Linked DNA regions of Manis pentadactyla: region 2 is linked to region 1. A link is a contact called in public Hi-C data. All regions are on one chromosome and are shown on one strand. Each heading gives the region's core, a stretch centred on a gene start, on an enhancer-like site or on the middle of the called end of the contact. The rest is flanking DNA. Distances are from core to core; before and after follow the strand shown. Region 1 holds the start of CAPZA1 (capping actin protein of muscle Z-line subunit alpha 1). Region 2 holds the start of CTTNBP2NL (CTTNBP2 N-terminal like).

What was found. Hi-C and Micro-C count contacts between places; a contact is called where the count stands out from the background.
Region 2: a Hi-C map of skin fibroblasts shows a contact between it and region 1, with 5 times the contacts expected there. The contact joins the promoter of CTTNBP2NL here to the promoter of CAPZA1 in region 1. A contact is called at or near these places in 2 of 3 Hi-C or Micro-C datasets (fibroblasts and skin fibroblasts).

Annotation. Positions count from the first base shown.
Region 1 is chr4:97,706,643-97,713,399 of mManPen7.hap1, forward strand. CAPZA1 (capping actin protein of muscle Z-line subunit alpha 1) reads right to left here and starts at 2,614. Exons shown (of 9, transcript XM_057500537.1): 1 at 1,913-2,614. The coding sequence starts at 2,074. ST7L (suppression of tumorigenicity 7 like) reads left to right here. Exons shown (of 17, transcript XR_008997084.1): 1 at 1-1,886; 2 at 2,633-2,866; 3 at 4,607-4,689.
Region 2 is chr4:97,919,356-97,926,112 of mManPen7.hap1, forward strand. CTTNBP2NL (CTTNBP2 N-terminal like) reads right to left here and starts at 2,682. Exons shown (of 5, transcript XM_036921533.2): 1 at 2,581-2,682. The coding sequence starts at 2,652.

The DNA of each region.
Region 1 (6,757 bases), core at 1,364-3,863:
GAAATGTTGCTTTAGAAAGAAATTCACGTTTTACTCATCAATCTATTTTAGCCCTTTAAGGCATTCTTTTATGCATCTTGCTGATCACGAAGGAATATAAAGGATTAGATGAGCTGTTGCTGTTCTTTAATTTTACTGACTTAGATTCGTGCATTATGACTAAATCCTGAGGCAGACGGGTTTGCAAGTATTGAAGTAATTCCTAATTAACCACCAGTCTGAAATTATGCATGTTGTAAAAAAAATTATTAAATACTTGCAATGCAAAAAAAAAAAGCATTCTAACCTAACGACAGAGACAAAAACCTAACATTCCTAAATGTATCACTGATAACTGTAGAATCTCTTGAGTACAATAAAGTTTTTTAAATTAGGGAAATTTTGTTTTATCAATATTTTCTTAACAAGTGGGCCATCAGTTGGACTAACACGTTTTGTTATTCATGATTTTCACTGTAGTCTAATTTAATCTGAGTCACAGCTATTTGCCTTCGATTGAACATTTTATTATAGTTTTCACTCCAGCATAAGCTCATACACATAAGATGCCTTTCCCCCCAGTCCTATACATTTATGAGAACTTTCAGGAAAGCGAAAACCTAATGCTAAAAGTGTTGTTCAATGGCTTGTTGAGTGTTTTGTACCTTCTCGAGCATTTCAAAACGGCATGCCATGCATGTATCAAATTATTGTGTGTACGGAGGACTCCCAGATCATCAACAGTTCCCTCCGCAGCCTCAATCTCTTTTATTAAAAAAAGAAAGAGCCCAGATAACATTTACAGAGCACTAAAGGGTGCACATTTCTAAGAGTTACTGTGGGAAATAAAAGACATAACTCTTGACCTAAAACGAGTCATCTCTAGAGAAACCATTCTAAATTCTAAGACCCTAAAAATCACATATTTACTGAAAAGCCTGACACATTATTAAGGTGTGCAGTTGTTAGAAAACAAATTACTCCATCTAATGTAGAATATGCTCTCGTGTTTAGGCCATTTTTTAAGAAATAACTATACAAATTATACACTAACAACTGTAATCAAAGAGACCTCAGGGAGCATCAAAGAAGGCACGATGCTCTGTCCATATATGAATGTGTTAACAGAGGTTTTTGTGGTATACTAAACCTTTCTATAGTTATAAAAAAAAACGTGCTGGCTATTCTTGATTTGTTAACAAGAAATATAAAACTATTTTTCTAAAACGATCTTTAGGAAGATGTAAGACGTAAGGGACGGAGTCACCGAATATACGCACGTACAATCAAGACGTGTCTACAGGAAAGAGTGATGATCAAATTCTTAAGCAAATGCCCTTAGGTTTAAACATGTATTACTGCAAATTCTGTCGACAGTAGAAAGGAACGAGGTGGATAGGTGAGAGGAGGACAACATATGGGAACATCTGACTGTCGAGAAGTCGTGACAACAAAATCACTTCCTGAGGAGGGAGGAGTAAAAGGGAAGTGAAGAGGCCACACGGATCAGGAAGTGACTCGCCCTAAATTAGCCTCAACTATGTCTAAAAATGGGGGGATGGGGTAAGCCCCAACAGCTAAAGGCGGTAAAAGAACTGCCTCTTGATATGTCGCCACATCACCATCGTCCGCTCTTAACCGCAGAAGAGAGTCCACAATCACGATTTCGGTTAGGCAGTCTCTTCTCTTGCAGGATGGCCACTGGGCTGTGCCTCAGGCCCAGGAGGAAAAGAAGAGTTGAGGAATGGGGAACTGGGGCCACCGTGAGGCAAAGGAAAGCCCCTCCAGAGGGAAACGTCCCAGCTGCAGAGTACGCCACCACCGGTCAAGAAGCTTCTTTTTCCTGAGGACATTGCAAGGGCTCCCCCCGCTGCCGATCGGGTCCCTGTTCCCTGCCGCAGGAAGAGGTAAGAAAGAGAGGCGCACCCCTTACCTTCTCCTCATCCGACACCCGATCCTCGAAGTCGGCCATCTTGGGCTGCTCTGGCCCAGCCCAGCCTGGGCGCGAGGCAGGCCGGGAAGGAAGCCGAGTGATAGAATCACCGCAGGGGCCCTCGGAAGGACCCGCCGGAAATGCCGACCGTGAGGGCGCCATGTCAGTTAAGGGCAGGCGGTGAGGGCTCTGAGCGCCCGCGCCCCAGGAGCTCGGCTTTGCCTTAAAATGATTTTAAGTCTAGTATCTTTCTCACTGAGTTACATTCATTCCCACGTTCATCTATGGGACGCGGGGGGCGTGTTTCGACTGTTCTTGGCGCCCGAGCTCCATCCCATCAAAAAGCAGTTGTGACCCCTGTAGGTTTTCCCAGTATCAGTGACCTCCATGGCAGCGGGGTCCAAAGAGCTAAGTGCTGCTCGGCCCGTGGAATGGTCGTGGATTCTCCTACCCCAGGAAAGGGGTGAAAGGTGACCCTCACTCGTAGGGAAGAAAAAACACTCCGGGATCACATCTCAGGCCGGGTCCTCCAAAATAGGGGCCGCTGTCCGCCTCTTCCCGCCCTTCCAAGGAGAAGGTAGGCCCAGTCCCAGGACGCTCCTCCAACCTTCCAAATCTCAGTCCGCGTCCCCCGCGATTCCCAGCCTTCACCAAAGCCAACTTCAAGTCCGCCACTATCCCAGGATTCCTGACTCTCGGCTTCCTGCCCTTCCCTTCCAGCTCCCGGCGCCAAAGGGAAGGACAAGATGGCGGACGGCGACGGCTTGAGTGAAGCAGCGACTGCTGCGGCATCTCCTCCAGTGACCGCTCCCGGCTTGAGCCCGCCGCTGGGCTGGAGGGAGCGGCTGCGAGCCGGGCTGGCGGGGACTGGGGCCTCGTTGTGGTTCGTGGCGGGACTGGGGCTGCTTTACGCTCTGAGGGTCCCGCTGAGGCTGTGTGAGAATTTGGCAGCGGGTGAGAGGCCCAGACCTCCCTGAGGACGGGTGGGGGGCCCAGGAGAAGTGCCCGGAGCTAGGAACCAAAGGACAGAGACTCTCAGTAGTCACTGGAGGGCTTCAGAGAATGAGTCGGTGGTGGGCGATCAAGTGGATTCTTTTTCTCTTAGGCGGCAACTCCGCAGCTGATTGTCAAACCTGAGTTGCAGCTGTCGGCTCCTCCCTAACGTCTTTTAGGATCCGCCCTCTGTTCTTCCCTAGTCTAGGGAGCAAAAGCCGCCTGGCAAGCTGTGAGCCTCACAGGTGGTAGAACAGATCAAAGTATTTTAAGACTTGGACGCAGAATTCAATATACACCCCTACCATTGTTAGGATCCCTTGAAAATCACTCTTTTCAGTCTGCCGCTGCTCAGCTTAAGAGTATCCACGCCCAGTTAATAAAATGAGTGCTTCAGTATTCAAAAATCTTACCATGATTTTAGCCAACCGTTTTCATGTTTTAAAATACTATTGTCAAGAAATAGTTTTCGTGTTATTTTTGTCTGTTCTTTGTTTTAGGCTTTATCTTAGGTAATAAAAAAGAACAGTACAGGAAGTAGAGAGAAAGAGAACCACAAGCGGCAGTGGGTTCTTCCCTTAGTTCTTTAGTGTTTGTAAAGAGCTTGCTATGTAATAAGGGCTGAAGATACAACGATGTGTAAGAAGTAATGATCCCCATGGCTTCTGGCGAATCCTACCATTTAGCTGTAGCCAGAACAAAGTGTATGGAAGCCAGGGCGTTTTACCATGTTATTACAGTATTTCTACTCAAGCTCTGAACAGCAACCTCAGAACGAGATGCAAGTATTTCTTTTAGGTGATCACTGATTCTCAGTACCGTGGTTTATTTTTCTGTAGCAAAAAAGCTGTCCCTTTTTCCATTAGATGAGGTGACAGGAAAGACTGTGAGATAATGTTCTGAAGTATTTTGGGCATTTTAGAACATACGTACTATGTAAATTTAGATGTAACACACTACAACAAGCTAAATAAATTTGGCCTTCCTAGACTGAAAGAGGTCTTTGTAATGAGCGAATGAGGTGCTTACTAGTACACTCAGTGAAATGTTCATTGAGTTTATCATACATTTTTGTAAATGTTAACTAGGCACATCTCTAAATTAAGAGTAGTTGACTATTAAAGATTTGTATTTCTTTCTGAAACACAGTTTCAGAGAGATTTATTTGAAGTGAAGAATCTGGTCCAAGCTTTCAATGAGTTCAGGTGCAGGGAGCTCTGTTTTGCTACTCTCTTTGGGCTATTTTGCCTCTCTAGCTGACATACCAAAAATATATACTGTGTTCTTCCCTCTAATATGGAAGGCTGTTTTGTATCTCACCAAAATAATTAGGGGACTGGTCTTAAACGTCCTTTTATAATGATGTTTGTTTAGTTTATCCTTGTAGATTTGCAGTTCTTATCTAAATTAGATTTTTTTATAAGTTCTTAAAGTCTCAAAAACAAGCTAAATTAGCACATTTTGATTTGCTTATTTAACAAATCGATAGTGTAAAACCCTACCCTTTCATGTGGGAAGGCATTTTTAAAGTATACATGGGAATTTAAAGTAGCTTTTAAAAAAATTACAGGTTTCTCAAATGAATCTCATGCTAGATATTAATACTAACATTCCTCCACTCATAAAGACACCTGCATATGTGTAACGAGTACTTTGAATTTGCATATTTTTAAACTTTAATTTTTTCCCCCCTTTTTACAGTAACAGTATTCTTAAATTCTTTGACGCCCAAATTCTATGTGGCACTTACAGGGACATCTTCTTTGATATCAGGACTAATATTTGTAAGTAGTTTCCATTTCCTTCATGCTTTGGTATTTATCTAAAGATCAAATCTCTTTATATGGTTAAAATAATTATAAATACTGTTAGATCAGCCTTCTCAAGATATGTTCAGCATTTGAAAAAACACTGCATCTTCCTTTCCACTATTAGAAATTGGCAGTATCATTTGTGTATAAAAGACTATTGTATACTATAGGAGGTGGGGGCCAGAGGGCTGGGGGATGGGTTGCAAACTTAATGCCTGCAAGGCCCGGTTTAGTAACAGAAATGAGTGAAATGGGCAGTGTAAGAATTAAATTCCTTATTTGCTTTGAGAACTAGATAATCTGGACAGTACATGCTCCTTCAAGAAGGGGTTAAAAGCTAGTTGTTGCTATATGGACTTGTATAGAAACTGGATATACAAGTTTTTATATACAATCTCCCAATACTTCAAAATGGTGGCACCATTGAGCAAACTATAAATTTATCTGTGTCTTGGATTCAGCCAATGGGCTGCCAATTACCTTCTCTGGAGTGTTCAAGAACGGTTTCAGAACCAGGCTAACCATCACTTCAGTTGGGTGACTTTGAGCAAGTTAATTAACATTTTTAAGCTCCCAATTTCCTCACATGTAAAATAGGGATAACAATAGTATCACCTTCATAGGATTGTGAGTAGTAAATGAAATAACGTGTGTAAAAGCTTGCAACAACATGGCTGCTAGCTCAGGGTGAGCACTTAGTGCATTTTGGCCATTGTGATTTGGAGAAACCCAACAATAAAGAAACCTTGTAACTTTAATTCAGCTTTTTCCTTGTCTTATTTGACCAAGCTTTCATTTTTAATTTAAAAACTGTTTTAAATTTTATAATCTGTATTATAAACATCTCTAGAAACTAGTGTTTCCTGGTATAAACTTTGGAAAAATACTGCTGCAGATAAAACTTTTAGAAAGTATAATAGCATGCACAGCCAATGAATTTTTTCGTGCTTTTTTTCTCATCTCTAGGTGGTGCTCTTCAACTGTAGTAGAAATAATGGCATTTGTAGTGGAAGGTTTGTTTTTAAATAGGGACTAACACTTGACCATTTTGTTAAAATGAAATGTCGGACAAAAGAGGGATTTTTCTCTCCACTTAAAAGTACTGAATTTAGGATGAAAACTATATGTTAATATAAGCCTCAAAATTTCTTGATTTATAAAGCCCACCCGTAATTAAGCATATTTTAGAAACTCTAGTCAATAGCATATAAAAGTCTAAATAAAGAAGATAAACTATCTTTAAACAGCTGTTGTAGTGGAAAGAGCATTGATCTAGGAACCAGATGTAGTTTTGTATCTTGACTCTACCACTTACTAGCTGATAACTTTGGTCAGTACATAAATTCTCTTATTTAGTTTCCTCATTGATAAGGGGGGAGAAAACTTACGTATGTTAAATATAACGCATAACTTACACATACAATATATAAAACGTTTTTTAAAGTTTGTTACTCTTTTTAAATTAGAGTTTTAAACTTAACAAAAGTTAGGGAATTAAAGTAACATTTTAAAGGTTAAATGGTATCATTACCCTTGCAATGTTGGTAAGTTTTTATTAGCAAAAGTTATTATGTTTATAATTTCTTTTACAACCTGAAATAAGGAAGCTAGTTATGATGCTTGTGTTTTACTTCTACCTAAAGAGGTAGGAGATAGTGTGCTGGGGAACTTGAAGAATAGCAACAAATCCAGTTGTTTAATTATTACAAGTGAAAAGATGATGCTCAAAGGAAAACCTGAGATCCAAAGGGAATGCATAACACAGCCTTTCCTTCTGTGAGATCAGGAAATGTTCCCTGAGGATCTGTCATGTAAGCTGAAGCCGAAAGGAGCCAGGCAAAGGGAGTTGAGGAGGCTGGAGCCTCCATATATGAAACATTCCAATTCAGCACAGAAGGCTTTGATTCCTCTTTTTGTATTTCCTCTTTTTATAAACCATGGAAACAGAAAGAAGGGAATATCCTGATTTTTAAGTGGTTCAGTATGGGAACCAGCCTCTTAACCTACAGTAATAATACTGCCAAATACTGGAATAGTACTT
Region 2 (6,757 bases), core at 1,432-3,931, 210 kb after region 1:
CTCAAGGCCATTCTGAAGCAAAAAACGGTCACCAGTTCCCAGTGGGTGGTTCCAAATTCACTTCATTCCTCTCAGGTCAGACTCTTAACAAAAATAAAACCCTAAAATGACTGGCACTGATTACAATAACAAATCTGGTTCAGATTTTTACAGCAAAATTATATACTGAACCAGCAGATATTTTCTTATAGGAAATTCAGTATTTTAGAGCCACTTAAGATAATGGAGTTTCATAAGACATCAGATAGGGAAAATAAAGTTAAATCAAGGCAAAAATAAGTGGAATAAATACTAACAAGATGTGTTGTATTTTATCCGTAAAGTACCTTCCTTGTCTACCCTAAGGGGATAGCTTCAAACTAAGTTCAACACTCAATAAGTCAAACTATGTACTAGGCACTATGAAAGATAACAAAGATGAAAAAACCAACCATTCTATCTACACTTGATCTCAAAGAATTTTTCATTTAATGAGATAGATGAGACAAAGACATAAAAATCCTCTAACTACAATGCGTTTCTTGATCTAATATGACCGACCACACTGGAGTTGAGAGTTAGAGGAAAGACTTCTAAGCCCTAAACATTTGTCAAACGGGTCCTTCTTATTGTGCCGAACAATCAAAGCTCATTATTTGCTTTTTCCTCTGTGCTCAGTAAGGCCCTGGTAATCATTACTTTGGTTTCCTTTAGTCTCTTACCTTAGTTTATTTTCTGTTCTCCACTCAGGTAATAAGATATATCTTTTGGGGATTTCCTGTTCTGCTTTCAGTTTTTTCTGCTGCTATTGCTGGGGGCCCATGTCTTACCCTCCTATCACAGTATGTTTTGTGTTTGCTGAAGAGACCCTCCACACAGTTTCTTCTTTGTGCTTTTTTATTGGAGATCTGGAAACAATCACTGAACCGATCTGTGAGCACTAAGAGTGGCTCTGAAAACTTCAAACCTAACTATTCAAAAGTAATTACGTTCAAGAAGTCTACTTTCAGAAAGTCTAATCAAGAAGATAAAAGACAGCTATTATAAGCACCCTCCGTGATTCCAACTCCTTCCACGTCACTGCTATTAGCTTGGGCTATAGCCAACAGAATTAAGAGGGACTTCAGATTGAAAGCAAAAGAAACAATCCTAAAAAATATGGCAGATTTTAATGTAAGTGGAGATTCAATGGCATTAACTTTAGGCAAAATCATTAATACTTTGTACCTGCTGAAATGAAGGCCAACTTGACACATGTTTTAACCACACTGCAGGGAACCACACGCTTCATGGTACTTACATGTGTAACTAGCTGGGCCTATAACCTTGCTTTTATTTATCCTTATCTCTATGATTTAAAATTGGCTCTTACTCTTCATCCCCTAAATTTTAGTAGGTGATACTAATCTTGTAGAACTAATCAACAACATCATATATGTAGCAATTTCCCCTGGAGGGAAAAACCCACCATAAAAGGGGTGGCTACAGAGTAATCAAAGGCCAAAGAACTAGATTAATCATAAACCTAGATGACTGAACCTTAATTTTCTTCAAACACTTCCTGCCCTTTGTTTCAACAGAGCTATACCTTCAAGGTTAACTGCAGTCTCCCTGAGCAACAGACTAGCCCACCCTAGACTGGTACATTCCTAATCCAGTGCTCTGTTTACTTATCTATACTGTTTCATTTGAAAGCATGCTGCTATTCACTGCCAGTCAAACAATATACAGTGCATTCCTACCCACACAAGGCTAACTCTGCAGATACCCAACACACCCACTTCACTGAAATATAAAAGAATGGTTTTTCATGAAGTTCCCAGGAAAGAAATAGGGTAGAAAGCAAAAATGAAACGCAACTGAAATTTAAAAAACCCCTAGAAGTTGGGTTCTGCCTCAAGGAATCGAGAGTGGAGGGAAGGTACAAAGGGGGAAGGGGGGATGGGGAGTCACTATTTCTCCTAAAAAAAGCCCCGAAACCGGTGAGCTCTCGACTCCTCCACAAGAGAACATAGGCTCAGAGGGGCTTCAGGAGGAAGGCTGAAGATCAGAGAATGGGGGATGGGAAGAACTGAAGTGGGGAAGGGCCGCTTCGTGTGTGGGGCTGGCAGTCCATGCCGGGTCTCTGATTTTTGCTTCGCCCACCTCTTTTTTATAAAACACTGATTTTCACCTTACGGATGAAACTATCTCTGGTTCTACCCTACCGAGCAGGGACAGGTGTAGGGAGGGATGTCTGGCCTCCGGGGAAGCAAAATGGGGGTGGGGGCGGCAGACTAGAGAATGGGAACCTGTGTGCCTTCCTCCAAAGCTGAGGGCTGGACGGTGGCGGGAGAGGCTTTAAATGAGGGGTTCCGGGAAGGAAGCCCCTTCTGGGGAGGTGGGATTGACCGGCTACAGTAGCTGCAAGGACCCTCGAAGGATGAGGAGCCACCTCCTCTGGGAATACCGGGAGGCGGAGGAGACGGCCCCGCCCCCTCAGGGGATGGCCGCAAGCGGCAGCTGGAACGGTTGTGGGACGACATCGGTGGTCCTACCCTTGCTTTTTCCTCGAGAACCCGGCCTCCCACCACCGCCAAGACCGGTCTTAGCGGATCCTACCTTTTCCCGGCGCTCCGGGCTCCGTTCCCCGCCGCCTCCGCCTCCGCCTCCGCCTCCGCCTCCCGCTCCCATCCACAGCCCCCGGAGGCCCCGCCCCCAGCCTCCAGGCGGGAGCACTGACATTCGCCAGGCCCAATCGCCACCTCCTCTCTCCAGCCCTGGCACCAATCCGCACCGGATGGAGGAGGGGCTTCTCCAATGTCATTTAGGCTCCTCCCGGGGCCCCAAGATCCCTTTTGTTTGGGGAGAGCCAAACTGGGCTTGAAGTTGCGTCACTTCCGGGAGGAAGCGCCATCCTCCGGCCCAGGCTTGGGGTGGGCTCGCCCTCCTCGCCGCCGCCTTCTTCAACTTTTCCACCTTCTGTGTGGTTTCTGGGCAGGACAGTGGCATGTGCTTCCTGCCTTACCTTCATGGTCCAGGAAGCTTAGGAATGGCGGCTTTGGGTACTCTGGTTGATTGGGCACATTAACATTTCACTCCAACCAGAATATTAACATATGAAGTGCGCTTTGGAATTTTTAGTTGTTTGAAAGCTGGTAACGTGGGTTCTCTGCTGTCTTTTTTTTCTTGGACGAGCTTGTGGGTGTTGCTAAGAAACAAGGGCGAAAAGGTGAAAAACCCGGAGAATTCCTTGTCTTTTCACATTACATTTGAAATAGAATAATAGCTCTGGAGCCCGTGGGGCAGGGACGCCGGGTTGCACCCCAGAGAGCATAAACCCATAAAAGACCTGCCTTCCAGGTAGAAATTGAATAATTGCAAATTTGTGTGTCAAGATTTGCCAGATGAAGGGACTTTATTGTGTCCTTGGCACCATTATACTGTAGGGCAATGGCATTTGCAGTGAAGCTGGAACAAAAGAGTGTATAGGATGTGAGGAATGTCTGTCCCTTCTTGTGAACACAGGAGTACGCAGCTTGCTGGTGGCAGCAAGCCCTACCGGAGACCAAATAACTTAGAGAGAGGGTGAATCCCCCACCTGAGGTTAAGGTTTCTGGATTGCTTTTCCACAGAAGCACTCCAGGTTACAGATTGATTCAGCTGATTAAAATAATAATAACCATATTGTTTAAAAATAAAATTTAACATATTTATAATGCAATTAAATATATAAATAATGCATAAATAGTATGTCATGGGAAAATAAAGGGAAACGTCATTAGAGTCTATAGGTTAGAAGGGGGAGGAGCTCTACCACTCCACTTCAGTTCCAGGAAGAATTGTCAATTACAGAGCCCAACAGAAGAAGCATTAACAGGAAAGAATCATCAATTACCATCCCAACAGGGAAAGACGTATACCGTATCTCCTACAAGAAATCCACTATCACTGCAACTCAGCCAAAGAGAAACCCTTAGTACCCTGAACTCCTGATTTTTACCAACGGACTTTATTTAAAAACAACCCCTCCCAACTTTCTCCTTTTTCTCCGTAAAATAACCTCCCTCTCCTTTGTGGGACTTGCCTGTGGTTTTGCCATAGCTTGCACGTCCCAAATTGCAATTCTCTATTCCTCAAAAAACCCCATTTTTGCTAATAAAATAACTTTTACTTTTAAGGTAACAATTTTAATATGTTATTCCTAATCTTACCAAGTACTATTAAGCAAGACAGTGTTGCGGGCATAGCATTCACCCAGGCAGACATAGTCCTCAAGGCAGATAAGGCCCTGCCCTTATGGAGTTTGCAATTTGGTGGAGAATGTGGTCAGTCTGTGCAATCATAGGAAAGTTTGAAGGCAGCAAAGCAGTTTTTATCATGTCATCACTGTGACAGGTACTCTCAAATAATGATGTTTAATCTTTACTACTACATAATAAATCTACCCTGACCTCTAAGACAGACATCATTGTGCCCATGAGAAGACAGAAATTCAAGAGGTCAAGTTCATAAAGCTAGTAAATAGAAAAGAAAGAACTTCCAACAAGGATGTGGGGCTCTAAACCTATGCCATATTCTGCTCACTGCACACTGACTCTCACAAAAACTGGTCCAAGGATTGGGCCTGTTTGACTACAAAACCAGCATCTGAGCCAAAAAAAAGCTCCATGCCTCTCCCAATTGATTGTAGGTCTGAGAGGGTCATCTCTATATGTGAAGGACAGTAAGACTTGTACTGAGGTGCTCAACAGCAGCCCACATGCTCCTGAAGTAATGAAGAAGGAAATTCAGAACTTCAGAAAGATATACTCCCTGTGTTCAGGAGACTTACAATCTGAAAGGCATGATGAAGGGCCAGATACATAGTAGGTGCTCAATAAATACTGACTTGAAACAAAAACGTCTGAAATGGTTAAAAACAGAGTGCTAGGTGTTGAATAGGTCCCTGAATTTGAAAAATCCCATTTCCTCCTCCTCCCTTTTGCCCTGCCTATGGGTTTGCAATGAGGAAGTACCTCATTGCCTGACAATGAGGCAGATGTGGGAGAACAGGCTATTTTCTGCTGGCTTCTGAGTCACTCTAAGCATTGTCCCAGTGAATCAGCTCCTCCCTGCTTCCCTTTGTAGCTGTTAACCCACCACCACCCACTCTACTCCCAGGCTGACCGATAGGTACAGTACTCTGTGGTTTACTTCCTGTAGAGCAGTTCACAGCTCCCTGACTCCCTGGGCTCCCTGCAGCCCTGTCCTGAGTGAGTGTGGGAGGATGCAGCAAGAAAGAGATCATACCCGCCCTGTGGGATTCAGAGTCCTGAGGGTATTCAGATTGCTTTCCATTTATTTCATCACCCCTGGACGTAGTGAACAGGCAGGCAGGGCTAGGGAACCTTTCCATGACCTTCAGGTTGTAGGGTGAGAAGGAGTTCTGGAGTGTTGTGATTCTTCAATATACAAAATGGGTAAATAATTTTAAAGTCTGGTACAAAGGTGTATGCAGAGGTAGAAAGTGGTTCATAGTAGTATCTTAAATTTGTATAACATAATATACCATTTTTATAACTATTATTTTATCAATTTTCCAGTAAATATTTATTAGATGCCTACTGTGTGTCAGTAAGAACTGGCAAAGATTATATACATTGTGTCAATTTTTCTCCAGAATAGATAAACTTCCTAGGTAGGTGTTTCATAAACGTTTATTGCTGGTTTGGGCAGGATTTGGAAGTAAAAAAATCCAGAGTTCTAGAAGTGCTCTTCCTCTGTCACAAGCCCTATCAGCTTCCTAGGGTTGCTGTGACAGATTGTTACTTCAATTGGGTGGCTTAAGACAAATTTATTCCCTCTCAGGCTGGAGGCTAGAAGTCTGAAATCAAGATGTTGACAATGCTGGTTCCTGCAAGAGCGTTCTGATGGAGGACCCAGTCTGTGCCTCTCTCCCAGCCTTTGGTGGTACCAGCAGTCCGTGGCGCCCCTCTGCTGGCAGCTGCAGCACTCCCTTCTCTGCCTTGGCCTTCTTCCCTCTGGATCTTGGTGTCTCTGTATGTCCTCTCCTCTTCTTATACAGACAGCAATCATATTGGATGTAGAGCTCACTCTGATCTAGTATAATCTCATCTTAATTCATTCTTTTGGCCAAAACCCTATTTCCAAATAAGTTCATATTACCATTCTGAGGTTCCAAGTGGACTTGAAATTTTGGGGGAAACGACTCAAACTAATATGCAAACCTACTTCATAAAGTACTAATGCCGGGGTTCTTGTTTGCGGAGCCAAAGAATGAGCTTCACAAACAGTCAAGGTAGGAGAGCAAGGTACAGGCTTTTATTTAGAGATACGGCAAAAAGACAGAACTCCTGGCTCATGCCAGGAGGGGACAAGAGAGTCTGTAGTGGTGCGTTGTCTAGGGGGTTTTATAGGCAGCTGAGGATTTTTCGAGAACATAAAAAAAACTTAGGGGTGTGGACTTGTTAAGTGGTCCCTGAATATTTAGAATTAACTTAACACAAGCAACTTCTGAGATACCAGCATCTTGGTCTGGGGGGCATATGAAACAAGGCCACCTGCTCAGCCCCCAAGGTGGGCTGAGGTATTGTTTGCTAAAGAGTAAGTTAAGAATTTCTAACGTCTTAACTTCTTGGGTAATAAAGTGCAATCTTATCTTTAAGGTGGAATCCTTCCTGCCTTTTACTGTGTTGTTTATGCCTGGGCTTACTTGCTAAATTAGTTGCCCAGTTTGCAAAATCACTTCATCAGATCTGAAGGAGAAAGACACCACATAGACCTGGGCCTTTTAGTA